2 separate regions of the Nomascus leucogenys genome follow, and region 1 is linked to region 2. Evidence: chromatin contacts called from public Hi-C data. All regions are on one chromosome and are shown on one strand. Each heading gives the region's core, a stretch centred on a gene start, on an enhancer-like site or on the middle of the called end of the contact. The rest is flanking DNA. Distances are from core to core; before and after follow the strand shown. Region 1 overlaps LDLRAD4 (low-density lipoprotein receptor class A domain-containing protein 4). Region 2 overlaps LDLRAD4 (low-density lipoprotein receptor class A domain-containing protein 4).

Evidence for each region. A called contact is a pair of places that touch in the nucleus more often than the background predicts.
Region 1: a Hi-C map of a lymphoblastoid cell line shows a contact between it and region 2, with 4 times the contacts expected there. The contact joins two enhancer-like sites. A contact is called at or near these places in 4 of 4 Hi-C or Micro-C datasets (a lymphoblastoid cell line and an unstated tissue).

What each region holds. Positions count from the first base shown.
Region 1 is chr4:72,935,736-72,939,169 of Asia_NLE_v1, reverse strand. The region is part of intron 5 of LDLRAD4 (low-density lipoprotein receptor class A domain-containing protein 4); the gene reads right to left. Among named protein-coding and RNA genes, the nearest start is that of FAM210A, 96 kb to the left of the region's middle. Within about 2 kb of position 1,514, the one cell type or tissue checked has an H3K27ac peak away from gene starts, as active enhancers do. A contact at or near this core is called in a lymphoblastoid cell line, where this site is marked.
Region 2 is chr4:72,866,213-72,869,809 of Asia_NLE_v1, reverse strand. The region is part of intron 4 of LDLRAD4 (low-density lipoprotein receptor class A domain-containing protein 4); the gene reads right to left. Among named protein-coding and RNA genes, the nearest start is that of FAM210A, 160 kb to the left of the region's middle. Within about 2 kb of position 1,584, the one cell type or tissue checked has an H3K27ac peak away from gene starts, as active enhancers do. A contact at or near this core is called in a lymphoblastoid cell line, where this site is marked.

The DNA.
Region 1 (3,434 bases), core at 265-2,764, 69 kb before region 2:
AAAGTGCTGGAATTACAGGTGTGAGTCACTGTGCCCAGCCAGTATAACCCTTTTAATATACTGCTGAATTTAGTTTGCTAGTATTTTGTTGAGGACTTTTGCATCAATATCTATAAGAAATATTAGTCTATGGTTATCTTTTTCTGTTGTGTCTTTGTCTGACTTTGGTATCAGGAATGCTGGCCTCATCTCATAATGAGTTAGGAAGTGTTCCCACCTCTTGAAATTTCTAGAAGTTTAAGAAGGATTGATGTCAATTCTTTAAATGTTTGGTAGAATTTACCACTGAAGCCATGTGGTCTAGGTTGGAGATTTTAGACTATTGGTTCAATCTCCTTACTAGCTATAGATCTATTAAGATTTTCTATTTCTTCATGATTCAGTCTTGGTAGGCTGTTTCTAATATTTTTTTCATTTCATCTAGGTTATCCAACTGGTTTGCATACAATTGTTCGTAGCACTATTTTATAATCCTTTTCATTTCTGTATTTTTTGGATCATTTTTCTTCCAACCAATAAATTTCATATTATTAAAGGACAGTCATCTGCAGCCATGACTTACTGAGGGTTCCCTTGTGCTGCACCATGGGCTGTAGCCTGCTGCCATGCGTCCATGTGTGCAAGGCACACCACGCCCTGAACCCTCCTGGGCTTATGCTCTCAGCTACACTCTCCTTTCCACACACACACAGAGGACCCCAGGAATGATCAGATGTGGGGACTGGAAACAACAGGGAGAGCACTGAACACAGTGTTTTCCAGCATGTGCTTTGCAACCTCTTAGAGAGCTGGAAAATCCATTTAAGTGGGTCACAGCCAGCATTCCAAAACTGAAACAGAATAGAAATGATCTGAGCACACTGTAAGTATTGTTTTGTAAAACCTCTGCCTTAATTGCATTATAGGAGGCTTTTGTGTTGTGATATAAAATGTATTTCTTACTGTTCTTCATGGCTAAATATAGATGAAGCCAGTTATCCCTCATTTTAGATGGGGGGAAACTGAGGACAGAGGGCATATTCCTCTCTAGGCGCCCCGGTCAGTCTGCAGTAAAGCAAGACTACTGCTGGGTATTTTGATTCTACCCAAGGGCTAACCTCCCAGTGAATGAATGTATTTTATGGCCTCAAATAGTTGGAAATCTATTTTTCCCCTGTTCCACAGTGAGAATTTCAAAGAAGAGGTGAAACTGATCTTTGGATATTCAGCAACACCTTTGCCTTCTGATAAAATCAATTTTCCCTGTTTTCTCCCTTTTTTTCATGCAGCCTCTCCACCATCCTGATATTTTATCACTACCGTCCTTTCCACTCTAGATGGCAGTCACAGCCTGGATGTGAGGCCAGTACCCCTGGCTGTCAGAGACTGCACCTCCCCCTTTCTTCCTCCTGGGGAATCCATCATCAGACTTCTCAGATTCAAGATCCCCCAACTCTGCTCAATCTAGGGCACATCCCTTAAGAGAGAAGACAAATCATCTAGGAAGGTCTGCTGGGAAGAAAAGGAAGGGAATCCTTTCTATTTCTGGGACAATGCAATGGGCTAGCGGGGAAAAGCAATATGAGGTGCCTCTCCCAGCTTGGTGCTGGGGTTAGTGAGCAATCGGACTTCAAGAGGAATCAGCCTGGGAATGAGAAAGTTCCAGGCGGCAGAAAAATGTGGAACCACACAAGATCCAGGCAGGCGTCATCCTGATCTCAGCCCCAGTTGCCTCGTTTCACATGTGAGAAGTCAGGGCTCAGAGGGGATTTTCTGTGACCTTCACCCAAGGTCACAGAGCTGCTGGGGCTTCGCCAAGAGCCAGACCCCAGCCTGGTGAGCCTCCCCAACAAGAGCCACCCAGAGTTATGATCATTAAGATAATTTTTAATCTTCTTCTCTTTTTTTTTTTTTTTCAGAACAAACCACACCAACTTTCAAGGACTAAGCAAAAAATAAACCAACAGATTTTACTATTAAATTATTAATGCTAATACCTTATATATTTAAAAGATTACTATAAATTTGTTGATAAAAATGTTCATACATTTTATTTAAAATTGTTATTTTAACTACCATAGAAACCATGTTCATATGAATTACCCTGGGAGTCTATAGATGCCCAGCACATTACTGCCTTCAGCATCAGTTTACATGATCAGAGGATGTTTTGTAATTGCAAAGGTAATACATGAATGCATTCTTTTTTTTTTTTTTTTTTTTTTTTTTTTTGTGAGACGGAGTCTCGCTCTGTCGCCCAGGCTGGAGTGCAGTGGCGCAATCTGGACTCACTGCAAGCTCCGCCTCCCGGGTTCACACCATTCTCCTGCCTCCGCCTCTCCGAGGAGCTGGGACTACAGGCGCCCGCCACCACGCCCGGCTAATTTTTTGTATTTTTAGTAGAGACGGGGTTTCACCGTGGTCTCGATCTCCTGACCTCGTGATCCGCCCGCCTCGGCCTCCCCAAGTGCTGGGATTACAAGCGTGAGCCACCGCGCCCGGCCATGAATGCATTCTTACCATAAAAGTTTTACTGCACAGACCAGGGTTCCTTTGTCCTTACTTCCTTCCCAGGCACAGCTGTCAGTTTTCTGTGGGTCCTTCCTGACCTTTCTCTACAGATCAGTTTGTAACTCAGACATCAATCTAACTAATTGAGTCGTGCTTGCCTTTGCACCAAAATTGTATCATTTGGTTTGATCACCTATATAATGAACAAGACTTAACTCTAAATGGATTTTGGCTGGTACCAAAAATCAAATGTATCCCCAAAGAGCAAACAGTTTTCCTATTTGGTCTTTGCAAAGGAAGATTTGCCACTGTGGAGAAGCTTTTACAAAACTTCCCTTGATTAAAAAAACAAACAAACAAACAAATAAAAACAAACCAGTCAGGCGCAGTGGCTCAGGCCTGTAATCCCAGCACTTTGGGAGGCTGAAGTGGGAAGATCGCTTGAGCCAAGGAGTTCAAGGCCAGCCTGGGCAACACAGTGAGACCTTGTCTCCACAAAAAATTTAAAAATTAGCCAGGCATGGTTGTGCGTGCCTATAGTCACAGCTACGCAGGAGGCTGAGGCAGGCAGATCAGTTGAGCCTAAATGTTCGAGGCTGCAGTGAGTTATGATCATGCCACTATATTCCAGCCTGCGCAACAAAGTGAGATCTTGTCACTTAAAAATAACCTCAAAACCTGAAGGTAATTCCCAAACGTTCTGAGCAGTGCCAACATCAGTAAAAGGACTATTTGAGACACTGTTGCTTTAAAGATAAGCACTGACTCTTCCAAAGCTCTGTCCACTGTGGTTCAGGTGGGAATCTGCGTGGACCTGGGGTCCAGCATCCTTATGCAGTTTCTGCCTGGCCGCTTGGCCTCCTGTTTCCCTTAATTGAAGGGAGATGTTCTCGTTTCGAGGTGATGTGAAATTGTCTATCCTCTAATGCTTCAATTAGACAGAG
Region 2 (3,597 bases), core at 335-2,834:
CTAACTATGCAGGTCTTAGCAGAGGGGAAAGACAAGCAAGCCCCACCCTGAGGCCTGGCCACGTGGCAAAGGTGAGCGCTGGGGGTGGCTTCGGTGTACGCGCGGGCAAGGAAAATTGCCAGAGATGTGCAATTTACCTTTAGATACAACAACATAGGCTTGCTTCTGACAAGGACTACTTGAATGGCAGCCATCCTCCAAACCAGAATACTGCTCCATTTAGGAGGGAAAAAGGAAAGTAAAATTTCTATAATTATCAGCAAAAAGCATCAAAAGGGAGAGAATCTGGGAGTTTGAAAATGGCCTATGCCGGAGTGTGTCGATTCACGCCTATAATACCAACAATTTGGGAGGCCAGGAGTTCAAGACTAGCCTGGGCAACAAAGTGAGACCCCCATCTTTACAAAAAAACCACAATTATCCAGGTGTGGTGGTGCATACCTGTGGTCCCAGCTCTTTGGGAGGCTGGGGTGGGAGGACCACTTGAGCTCAGGAGGTTGAGGCTGCAGTGAGCTATAATTATACCATCACACTCCAGTTTAGGTGAGAGAGAGAGAGAGACTCTCTTAAAAAATGTAAATAATAGCAAAATAAAAATAATTTTTTAAAAAGAAAATGGCCCAGCTGTAACCTAGCTGTGGGGGTTTAAATCATAGCTCAGGAATCACTGAGGGGCCATCTGTTTAAAGATCCTTGAGAACAGGGGTCGGTCTTGTGGCTTCTGCATCTCCTGTGGGGCCAGGCATTTGCCAAGCACTTAAGTGTTTATTGATGTATGAGAAGGATAGAGCCTCCCGTTTATCAGCACTCCTAGCTGCCATCCTCCAGTCCTGCTGATGCACTAATGTCGTGACCATTGAGGCATTCAGTAAGAAGCTCTGTGCCCTGTATGTTTTCTGTTGTGCTGAAAGGAGTCACATGGCAAAGCTGCAGAACGTGTCCATTCTGCTCCCTAGACTCACCCTCCCCAAATGAAGAAAGACTATCCCCCTTTCACTTCCTTCCTCGTGCCACTCTATCCGGAAAATTGCCGTTGTGTAAACAGATCTGGGGAGTCAGGACATGCAATATCCACCTTCTCAGTTGGCCCAGCTCCAACCTCCTTCCAAGGGGCATTCACAGGCATGGCTGGATGGATTTTCATCTGAAGTGTCTGGAATCCTACCATCCATCCACAATTAAACTAGGTCTAATTGTCGGCCTAAAAAACGCTCTATGGATTCTGGGTTAAAGATTAATTGGGGGTTGCGAACATGCTCATGTTATCTACAGGCATCATTAGTCATCCCTAAAACAAAGATGCCTGTCATCTCCAAAGATAAAAATAAGTTTTACTAAAAAATATAGAGTGACAAGAAATAGTAAAACTTCAGGTGTATCTCTGGTAAGCCATCAGGTCTGTCTCTAAATCGTCAGAAATGGGAAATGAGGGGTTAAGTTTCTTTCCTCTTCTAACAAAGAACTCTATTTGTTACACTAGACCAGGCGACAACCGTCTCTATATAGAGGGTGGCAGTTGGTTCAAGCTCTACCTTCCTTTCTCAGTTGGATCTATTTAAAGCCTGCAGCAGAGGAAACTTGGCAGCTAAATGTTTCCAAAAGTTAGTATACCACTTCCCTACTTCAGATCACACAGGAGGGCACAGCCCGGGAAGCAGAGATTCCTTGGGTGGGAGGGGCAGGCACCAGCCCAGAGCTCACATGGCCCCCAAGTTCATCAATGTCCCATTGACAGCCTTCACTGGATATTTTTTTAAATCTCACATGTTGCATCTAAAAAAGTGGAACTCACGGAAGCACAGGGTAGAATGGGGGTTTCCAGGAGCTGGGCCATTGGGGACGATGGGGAGATGTTAGTCAAAGGGTACGAACTTTCAGTTATAACATGAACAAGTTCTGAGGCTCTGACGGACCGCGTGGGTGGTGAACGTGTGAGCCTGACTGTCATCATCAGTCCACAATGTATACATGTATCAAATAATCACATTGTATACCCAGGATAGAGACAATCTTTGTCAATTAAATATAATAAAATTTTAAAAATGTAAATAAATTCATTGATAACAAATTTCAAAGTAATGGGCCTAGTTAAGGGAGTGGAGAAACGAGGCAGGCTGAGGTCTCACTGATGTAGGTTGGCAGAGCCGGCTGAGAGTTTCAAAGCCTCAAGGCGGCCAATCTGGGTCACTGGGATCAAGGATGGTGATTCCATGACAGTCCCTCTACCAAACACAGCTACACGGTGATTTACCCTTACAACAAGCCACATCTACCTATAAAAGCAGGTGTGATGGTCACCTTTCACAGATGAGGAAATGGAAACTCCGAGACATCAAGCAACTTGTCCAAGAACACATATCTTAAAAAGACTGAGCCAGGACCACGATTTGGGCCTGGATCTATAGGACCAGAAAGTTCTCACTCTAACATGCCAGAGAGGAGAGGGATGCCCCCAACACCAGGTGGTTGAGTAAAATTAATTAGCTAATAATCGTTATTGTATATTCTAGACTTTGTACTTTTTCTTTTGTATTGTTGCTCATTGTTGAACATGTTTGGTTTTTCTTTTAGGTTTTCTCTAATATAAAGAAAACAGTGGTTATTTATAATCATTACTGGAGGGTTTGACAATCAGGAAAACATTTAGGTTCAGCTTCTCCGAAATCGATTTGAGATTCACAGCAAGTCCTCATTATGCTGCATCACTAGCATAAATTATTGTATATTTTAATCCTCCATATCCCACAACGTCCAAGAGATGTTGGTATCAATCCTACACTGAGTCAAGACATGCTTCAGCATACGTGTCATCACATCCGTCTTTGCACAGGTGTCATCACGTCCGTCTTTCCCTTCTCCCAACATGTTTCTTGAACTATAATCAGGACACCACTCCCAGTGATGAAGTACACTTCCAACAAATGACTGCTCATCAAGGTCTCAGCTGCAGTGTTTAATCACACAGCAGAAACCATTTATTTTCTCATATACTTCTCTTTCTTGAAACATCTCTTAATTATCTCATTTACTCCTATATAAAAATGGTGCTCAAAAATTTAATTACAAGAGCAAGATCTTAAGGAGTTGCAAGGTGTGTGTCTATTTCTCATAGAGACATTTTCAAAAGCCCCAAATTCCATGACTGAGGAAAAATAACTGGATGTTGCCCCAGAAAAGGGTAAGGGGTGATAAGTTAACAGAAGCCCATTTCCAAAACTAATTATCTGTATATTGTTTCCCAAAAATAAATTCACCTGCTCATTTCATGTCACGCTCTTAATGCCTTTCAACCTTTCAAACATGGAACCTGAAGAATAGCTCCAGTGTGGGGCCCTGAATATCTGCAGGATGTTCCGAGACAGTAAGATCTGGTAACTGGGGAGCTTTACCTACCCGTAAGGCCAAGTGACACATCATAAGCCATTTCACAGGGGAAGAAACAGAACCAGAGCTCTTGGAAGACCTTCCTGAGGTCACGCAGATGTGTCTGCATAAAAATCAGAACGAGGCTCCTGGTTTTCCTTTATTTCACACAGGCTTGAAGTTGTTTTGTGCCAAGAGAGCCACAGTGTTAGGCACCTGCTAGCTCCCAGGTCA